Regions from separate parts of the Mus musculus genome. Here regions 2 and 3 are each linked to region 1. Evidence: chromatin contacts called from public Hi-C and HiChIP or PLAC-seq data. All regions are on one chromosome and are shown on one strand. The core of a region is the stretch at or near the end of the contact, and the rest is flanking DNA. Distances in the headings are between cores, read along the strand shown. Region 1 has its middle 23 kb from the start of 1700063D05Rik. Region 2 overlaps Mir100hg (Mir100 Mirlet7a-2 Mir125b-1 cluster host gene). Region 3 overlaps Mir100hg (Mir100 Mirlet7a-2 Mir125b-1 cluster host gene).

Region 1 (2,872 bases), core at 218-2,717:
TAGCCAACAGTTTGGAAGATCCCAATCCTGCTTTCAGTAGTCTTCCAGCCTAGTATCTCTTGACTGTAAAACATCCAGTGATAGATAATCCAGCCAGCGTGGGCTGCCCCTTGTCGCAACGAAATCACTTCTAGGTAGTTATTTCACATCCAAATGAGCATCTTTTCTTTTCTTCCCCCATCTTAAATCATTCTACCTGCCTCATTAACTCCCGTTCAGCCCCCAAATACCCAAGCAAAGCCCTTCCATTTATTTAGACAGTCTCTGATTGCATTTCTTCCCCCTGACTGGAGTGATGACTCTTACTTGAGACAAATATGGAACTCCTTACTACACTCGATGGCAGTTGTTTTTTCCTGTGCACACCCCACTAGTCTGCAGCATTCTGAGCTCAGTAATTATAATTTGCATATGAAGTGTGCCCCTTGTCAAGGATCACATGTGAAGGGCTCTATTCTCAACGCGACAGTCAACAGTCGAGCGAAGGGAAGATGACTGGTTCCTGAGGACTCGGAACTAATCTGTAGATCAGTCCATTCACAAGCTCATAATATGATGGGAGTTGGTAGAGATAGGAGGGAAGGCCACACTGGAGGAAGTAGCCTCTAATGATGTATTAGGAGATGTATTTTGTCTTTATTAAGTCCCTTCCCATCTCCTATCTGTCCCAAGGAGGGCCACTTTGCTCTTTGCCCTCATGTTCTGCCTCACCAAACACTGGACTGGAACCAACAGATACCAATGACAGTGGACAGAAAGATACAAATCTGTGGGCCAAAATAAACCCTTCCTCTCTTATGTCATTTCCTCAGGCATGTGTCATGGTGCTGCAGATGTGCCTGACACTCCCACACCCTTCCATCCTTCACCTAGAACTCTCAGCAGTGGAAGTCCCTACAACAGTGCTGTACCGTGTTGCTTCTCAAGCCGAATGCATTCAGCAGTATTGACGTCCTTGATACTATTTGGTTTTGAAGACAAAATCAATTCTGTTAGGAGGGATGATCTGGAAAGTGTCCCCAAGTGGCATGTTCTCATCTGACATCATCACACGAAGATTTTATCAGGCAGAGAGATGAAGAGGTCATTTCTAGCAGTGGAATTAACACAAGCCACTTGGGCACCAGGGCGGGGTCTGGAGTGGATTAAGAGCTGAGGGAGCTGTACTAAATAAATGATAGGCCATGGAGCTCAGATCGTGGGTTGGAAACTTGCCACTGGCTATCTCTGCAGGATTGCTTGGATTCAGCAACTATGGAGTCCATCACCGTCGTCGTCGTCCTAGACGCTGTTTACAAGAGAAATCGTGTCCTATTGTAGACTGTCTTCTATGAGGACAGGAATATTCTGAGACGTTGCAGATTTTTTTTGTCTCCCGGCTCTGCCACTGGAGGTCACTGTTGTACCATCGAAATGAGTGAGAAGCCCCGCCTGATACCCTTTTGAAGTTGGCTTCCGCCAGGAGTGAATACAATACCCTCTGGGTAGCTAGGAAGTCCCGAGGTGCAGGCTTCTCCCTGGCTTCGTGGAAAAGTGGCCTGGTGACCTGCAAAAAATGACTTCGGAAGAGCGATGTCCGTCTGGAGAGGGACTGCGGGTGGGAGAGCGGTGCTGGGAGGGAGACGTCTGTATCGCATTAGTCTGCGTCTGGCGGGGAGGGGCTGGAGGCCCTGGCGGGTCAAGGCAACTGCTCCCTGCTGCTTTCTGGCGCGAATGTGGAATCTGGTAGTGATTAGAGAAGGTTATTGTCTTGGGAGTGCAGGGAGATCGGTAGTAATACTGCTTTGAGCGTTTCTGACCCCATCTTAGAAGGCCTCTCCCACGACTCTCCTGCTGGGCTCTGATTTTAGAGCCACTAAGCAAAGAAAGACAAGGAAAACTGAGGCCTATTCCTTAAGCCTATCCACTCCCCGGGGCTTACAGGGGACACTCCAGGAGGAGCACAGATGAGAACACACATCCCTAGACAGAAAACCCCAAGTAAGCCTCTATTTTTCTTAGCCCTCCTTCCTGTGGAGTGAATATCATTTGGTCCATTTGTTATGAGAAGAAACAGAGACTTGGAACTGACATTTGAACCCGAGTCTTTTGAAATATAAAGAGAATGGATGGTAAAATAACTACTTGTGGTTACTGGCTAAGAATTCTGCCCTTGAAAATTTGGAGAAAGAGCTCCTCCCTGTGCAGCTTCGACAATAACCCACTTCAAGGCGAGCTGAAGCCAGGGTACCTTTTGGCGGCACCTTTTTCTTCTTCTTTTTCTTCTCTCCTTCACTTTCTCCCCATCTCTTCCCCTGGGTTTCACTGCATACCTCAGGTTGACCCTATCCCTTCTCTTCTCCCCACGTGCTGGGATCTGACGGTCGGGCTACTCCTAGATCAGAGTGGCTCTCTAATAAGTCATAATCTGTTTATAGCCATTCATAAAAGCAGAGTGCTTCTGTGCACATTAGCTAATTTGGCTCTTATAATAACTGTCTTATCCCCATTGCCGTAGACAAAGAATCTGAGACGCTGAGGAATTAATTTGCCGAAGGTGCTACAGTCAATGATGAAATTCAACCTCGGATCTTTTTGCTCTAAATACAGCACCCACTGCCCATCACCCATTGCCCGATACCAGTTAGTCTCCAGGTAAATATTGGGTGATGGAGTGATGCTGTGTATAATCTAGCTAGCAATAAACTGATCTTAAGTTTAGGTAGCATTTTATCTCCGAAGATGGTGCTCCAACCCAGGAAGATTACACTGGAGACCCTGCCTCAAGGGGACGGAAGACTTCTGAAAGTTGTCCTCTGACTTCCGCATGAGCGCTGAGGTGCATGAACACACACGCGTGCGCACACAAACACACACACACACACACACACAC
Region 2 (2,700 bases), core at 175-2,674, 160 kb after region 1:
TTCTCATGTATCCGCTTATCCTATACTGCTCACAGTTGTGTCAGGGTGTGTGTGTGTGTGTGTGTGTGTGTGTGTGTGTGTGTGTGTGTGTGTGTGTGTGCATGTGCATGTATATGTATGTGTATACATATGTATATTTATAGCAGTCATCTTAAACACATATTTTTTCTTTAAAATCTTTTACTTCTAAAACTAGCATATAAAGAAATTAATTTTCTTGGGTGTGTGGGTCTATGATTTTAATTCCTGTTTGGAATCATCACTCATAGCAGAACATTTGCCATCCTAAATGTTTTCCCATACCACTGCTTTGTACTCACATACCTCTGCCATGTCCTGTCTTTAGAGCCCCAAGTTTGCTGAGAGTAGTGTATTAACGGAATTAGAAGGTGACACTTGGCAGGGAGTGGGGGTGGGGTGGGTGGATGGCGTCCTCCACTCAATACAATGTCCTTTAGGCTCATCCGTATTGCTCTGTCAGTAACTCTTTTCATTATTATTCGATCAGATCCTTACTATGCCATCCACATCAGTGTTGAACTAGCATTAATCCCCTGTCTCAGCATCTTGAGTGTTGGGATTACAGTCATAAGTTACCACATCCTCATCCAGCTAGAACTTCCTCGCTTTTGTAGCTCCATAGTGTTCCGCATGTAACAACACTGTTCTTGGTCTTCCATTCGTGGATTACGGGGCATTCTGATTCCTTCCAGCTTGGAGTGACTGGAAATAAGATTGCGATAATATCCCTCTGCTTATATCTGTGTTAATATAAGTTAGTTGTTTTCCTCTACAGTAAATGACTGTAAGCGTACCTCTTAGTTTGGATCACGTCCCCCTTTTTGAACTTGAGTGTGCTCCACCCCTTGGTCTGCTCTCAGACTAAGACCCTCGCCTTTCCTTATGGATGAGCAGACCTTGTGGATCTGCTCCTTCTCATATCTTCCATCCCACAGCCTTTCCTTTGTAAACGAGGAACTCCCAGAGCACAATTTGAGTGGAGCCCATTTTAATTCATCTAAATGTTCTCAGCTCCGTGTTTGTTGTGGCTTGGATTATTGCACCAGTAACGTAGTACCCTCTGCTGGCTGGTTCACAATGCTGGCTCTATGCCTGTGATTTAAACAAAACAAAACAAAACCCTATAGGTGGAATGGAAACAAGCAAAAGGAATGGGGTGGGGGAGGAGGGGAGAGAAGGCGGAGCTGTGAGACCTCCCATAGAAATAGCAGCCTGACAAGTACACTTCATTTATTTGATGCTACACATATAGATAAATGTTGCAATATTTTTATGGAACCTTACAATATTGTCTTCTCAATTGTAGGCAAAGATGGGCTGTCTGGAAAGCTGGACCCAGCCTGGAGCCTGCCACCCAGATTGCTATTTTGTGAAACCTTCTGCATACAAATGACTCAGATCCAAACATTCAAAAATGATCTCGGAGGGCCATCTGGTTCTCACTGGTTCTAAAAGCTTCATTCAGCCCAGGGTGTGGATCCGGTTCAAAAGATAGAAAGAGCTTTTCACAGAGAAAGGTCTAATGTGTTCCACTGACCAAAGCTGCAAGCTAGCTTTTAAAACCAGCCAGCCATGGTGCTCTGAGGGCTAGTGGATGATGACTTTCATAGGTCAGTGGAAGTCTGATAAATATTTAATTGATGATGTGTTTGTATAGTGGTTTGAACACACACACACACACACACACACAGATGCAATTTTGTATCATCAAGAAACATGTGTTAATTTGTTTGGGTGTCTGAATGAGTCCGTGATTTAGACTGAACCAGCATGTCAGGCAGGCCATGAGGTCTACCAGAGCCGTGTAATCTTTGCGATGTGTCATTTTTAATTCGTGAAGACAATACAGTCAACCTTGCAGTCCAGATGCTGGTGTTGATCGCCTTTGCTGTTTGCATGGCCTGGCTGCTTGCCTTCCTGATCAAAGGAAGGTTTGTGTCCTCTGAAGCCAGGGGATAGGGAATGCTCCTTTGGGAGGCTCACAGCACGAACAGAAGTGGGAGCTTGTGTGATCTCAGCCTCAGCTTTGGGCTACACCCAAGTTCGGAGATGAGGCATCGGGGAATAGCAAGTGAAGTGTGTATAGTCTCGGGTGGGACACTTGCTTTCCTTCTCATTCCTGTGGGTTTCACTGTCTCATCTGACAGTAATGTTCAGGGAGAAATGTGTGTTTCCATTAATGCAGTCACACCAGCCCAAAATGTCTCATATGTTGTGGTCTTGAAAACTTTTTGTTAATGGCTTCCCATACTCTAGGATGAAGAGTTCAGGCAGAGGTTGCTGGCTCCCTAAACCCAGTACAGCACTCAAAGAAGTATATTCAAGTAAAGAAGATATTCAAGGGAGTTTGTTAAATACTGGGGACAAAACCCAGCTTGTTAAGGGCACCCACGTGTGAGATGACATGGGTGAATGTTGGGACCGTGGTGCAGTCATTGTACCCCTACTCCAGGTAACTCAGCTTTCTCTGTTCACTCTTAGTGAATCCTGCAATGGACTGACCTCATCTTCCCGAGGCTGTGATGTTTCAGGAGAGTTTCACTATTGCTGACCAACTGAGACCACCAGGAGCTCCTAAGTGCAAAGAGTAAGTGTTTTCTCCAACAAGATAATGTTTCCAAAACCAAACAACTTCAGTTGACCTTATTCACCATGTCTCTTCCAGGAGACAGGAATCCT
Region 3 (2,869 bases), core at 345-2,844, 200 kb after region 1:
TCCCATGTTGGGAAAGAGGCATAAAGGGATAAGGAAGAACTTGCACAAGAGTATAGAAGAAGCAAGACAGGGTGTATTAACAGCTTAGGGATGGTTTGTTTAAATAATTTTGGGGTCCTTTCCGGTAGGGGGATGGTCATCAGATGCCTGGCTCTTGGTCCTGGTATGACTGCATACTGGATAAGATTGGCACTGTCTGTGGGTTCAATGAGAAGCTGCTTGGCTCACCCGTGAGAGGCATGCTTTCATCTAAGTTGTTTGGTGCTTTAGGAACTAGCTATGGCTCAGAGGGCTAGTATCACCTGAGGGCTGAAGAGCCTCGAGTGCACAAATACAAAAATTGAAAAAAAAAAAAAAGGAAACATTAAAGATCAATGTCTCCCCGATGAATAGATAAATAGAAAAATAAACTAAGAAAATGTAAAGCCACCATCCTCTGGTCAAATTTATTACATGGAAGCAGCTGAAGAGGGTAAAAGCATTATTTGGCAAAAATAATTAAATAGAAATGTGTACGATATAGCCGTATAGCATATATCTTTTATCTAGGATGGTGTTTCTTCAGAAATAAATCTGGCAGCTCAAAGGTTAATATATAAAATTATTTTTGCCGAAGTCTGTTTCCCAAATGCCTGGGTACTTCACATCTCCTTAAGACCTTACTGTGCAGTAAAATAAATTGTTGCTGGAAATGGGAGATGGAAGCCTTTGACCTACCACTCCCTAGAGGAAAAAGTGGTACCTGGAAGTTGCAAGGCATGAGGTTGACTAAGCTAGATGTAATTTGATGGTCTAGGTATGTTAGAGATATACTATGCTTGTTTGGGTAGGCTTACGACTTCACCTTTGAGCCACAGAAAGTGTTTTTCTCTATTTGGAGATCATAGAATCCATGGCACATATCATCTTAGGCTCACCTTAAAAATAAGTTGCGAATCTAGAAGGGGCTGTTCTGGTCTTTTGTCTGTCAATAAGACCTTGCGATATAATGCTCTTCATGCTTTCTCTTGGTCATGTTTCCTGGGGGAGGCAGGAATGACTAAGATAGATGTCTATAAAGAATGATGGCTCATTCTGTAAAGCTCAATGAAAGTTGTGAGCCGTTCTATTATGCATTTCCTTGGCCCAAGCTTGGATATTTTCCAAGAAGCAGTTGCAAAATCAAGTAGAAGGATTTGGTAGGAGTGTGTGTGTGTGTGTGTGTGTGTGTGTGTGTGTGTGTGTGTGTGGTGAGTAAACTTCAACTTCTTTAAATGAGTAATGTGTGAACAACTTTCCAATCTTCCTTCAACCGAATGATTAGCTTGGATTTTATAGGAAATCAAATAAGACGCTAAAGAAAAAAAAATCAACAACCAACAAGTTTAAAAAAAAATCAGCTTGGAACTTTACTTCTAAGCAAGCTGGCCTCTAGGCAATCATTTTGTAAAGGAACCAGGTCCTTAGTGCTAAGTTTGCTTAGCAACACGTTTTCTTGATGAAGGTTCTCAAAGCAGAGAGAAGTGAATGGAGGTTTGATTAACCACAGGCCATAATGGCTATATCAGTTTCTTTTGTAAGTGAAAGATTGTCTTTGCATATTCATAAGGGGGTGTCTAAGCACCTCTGCTGGAGCTGTCAGGGCTCTAGACTGGGTTGGATTAGGAAGTGTATGGGAGGCCTCCCAATGGGTGGCCCTGGGCGACATTTTTTTTCCACAATCAACGAATTCAGAGAGTACAGAATTTACTCACTGTAAAAGTTGTTAGGCTTTGAAGGAGGTCATAGAATTTACTTTTCCCATAGATCTTTAAGGACAGGACAGAAGCTGGCTGAATGGGCTGAATTCAATACCGTTGTGAAGTCTTTGAAATGAGCTATTACTGGGATAGAGGAGATAAAGAAAATGCAGAAGGCGAGACGCATGAAAGTCAATCCAATTATGCCGGCAGCTGAGGTGGGGCCCCGCGTACGAACTGAGCCCTGTGGGATGATGGTTACATTCTTGTAGTTTAGGATAATATAGATTTCCTAATACACACTCATAAGGAGCTGGCCCACTGTAGGCCTTCCTAGTTGGAAATGCTTGGACACCACTGTGGACATGAGGAAATAGAGCTGAGGGCTGTGCCAACTCATACAAAGTCATCCAATTGCTCCAGGCTGAACGTTGTTTCATTTGTTTAATTTTTCTCCCCTTTAAAGTGAAGTGTATTGTCAGACTTTATCCTCCAAACAAATGTAAGGAGGCGATGGGAATTGGGAGAGGGAGGCGTGAATTATTTACCTCGGGTCTTGGAATTATGAGCAGGCTAAATAAAGATTGGACTCCAATCTCCTGCCACTCACTCACGTGGCTTCCCTCAGAGACTTCTGATCTTGGCATTGCCTGATTCTGTTTTCTAAACACATTATGATAGCAGAGCCTACTGCATTCTAGAAATGAGAGTCCACAGAGGCCATCACAGTTACAAGTCAGAAATGGATTTCTCTACCACGTGTTCTACTCCAACCACATATCACAAAAAATCCGGGATGAAGGATATGCTCACAAGCATCATGCAAGAAAGCCATGAGGAGGTGTGAATTAGACTCTCAGGGCAGCTTTAGAACAATTCCTGCTCAAGATGCAGACTTAGCTCAGTGCGTACGTACGCATGCTGAGTATCAAAGGCTTTTTAGAGAGCTGGGTTTTGCCTGTGAGCTCCCAGAGACCATTTTTTTTTATCCCTAAATTCAGCTTACAGGAACTTTTAAACAAATGCATGCTGCATTATTCTCATTATTCAATTATGACAGTCTTTCCCCCAGCTTTTTAATTAGCACTCATTTACTGAGAATTAAACTGTCATTTTAGTTGAACTCAAAGGAGTACCCCAGGGACATGCAT

What was found. Hi-C and Micro-C count contacts between places; a contact is called where the count stands out from the background. HiChIP or PLAC-seq counts read pairs in DNA pulled down with a chosen protein or histone mark.
Region 2: a Hi-C map of the N1E-115 cell line shows a contact between it and region 1, with 6 times the contacts expected there. The contact joins two enhancer-like sites. A contact is called at or near these places in 18 of 484 Hi-C or Micro-C datasets (the N1E-115 cell line, brain, cardiomyocytes and 11 more), 12 of 115 datasets of contacts at active chromatin or transcription factors (embryonic basal ganglia, embryonic forebrain, embryonic hindbrain and 7 more) and 3 of 9 other capture datasets (embryonic stem cells, embryonic tail and embryonic trunk).
Region 3: a contact with region 1 is called in an H3K4me3 HiChIP or PLAC-seq map of embryonic forebrain, with 4 times the contacts expected there. The contact joins two enhancer-like sites. A contact is called at or near these places in 1 of 484 Hi-C or Micro-C datasets (the C10 cell line), 11 of 115 datasets of contacts at active chromatin or transcription factors (differentiating embryonic stem cells, embryonic basal ganglia, embryonic forebrain and 7 more) and 1 of 9 other capture datasets (embryonic stem cells).

The regions. Positions count from the first base shown.
Region 1 is chr9:41,227,489-41,230,360 of GRCm38.p6, forward strand. No RefSeq gene overlaps it. Among named protein-coding and RNA genes, the nearest start is that of 1700063D05Rik, 23 kb to the left of the region's middle. RefSeq lists an enhancer at 414-2,872. Within about 2 kb of position 1,468, at least 216 of the 459 cell types and tissues checked have an H3K27ac peak or open chromatin away from gene starts, as enhancers often do. A contact at or near this core is called in the N1E-115 cell line, cerebral cortex, cortical glia and 6 more, where this site is marked.
Region 2 is chr9:41,390,692-41,393,391 of GRCm38.p6, forward strand. Mir100hg (Mir100 Mirlet7a-2 Mir125b-1 cluster host gene) reads left to right here. Exons shown (of 5, transcript NR_131928.1): 2 at 2,503-2,608. Among named protein-coding and RNA genes, the nearest start is that of Mir100hg, 16 kb to the left of the region's middle. Within about 2 kb of position 1,425, at least 30 of the 459 cell types and tissues checked have an H3K27ac peak or open chromatin away from gene starts, as enhancers often do. A contact at or near this core is called in the N1E-115 cell line, cerebral cortex, cortical glia and 4 more, where this site is marked.
Region 3 is chr9:41,428,282-41,431,150 of GRCm38.p6, forward strand. All of the region lies in intron 3 of Mir100hg (Mir100 Mirlet7a-2 Mir125b-1 cluster host gene), which reads left to right. Among named protein-coding and RNA genes, the nearest start is that of Mir100hg, 53 kb to the left of the region's middle. Within about 2 kb of position 1,595, at least 9 of the 459 cell types and tissues checked have an H3K27ac peak or open chromatin away from gene starts, as enhancers often do. A contact at or near this core is called in embryonic basal ganglia and embryonic forebrain, where this site is marked.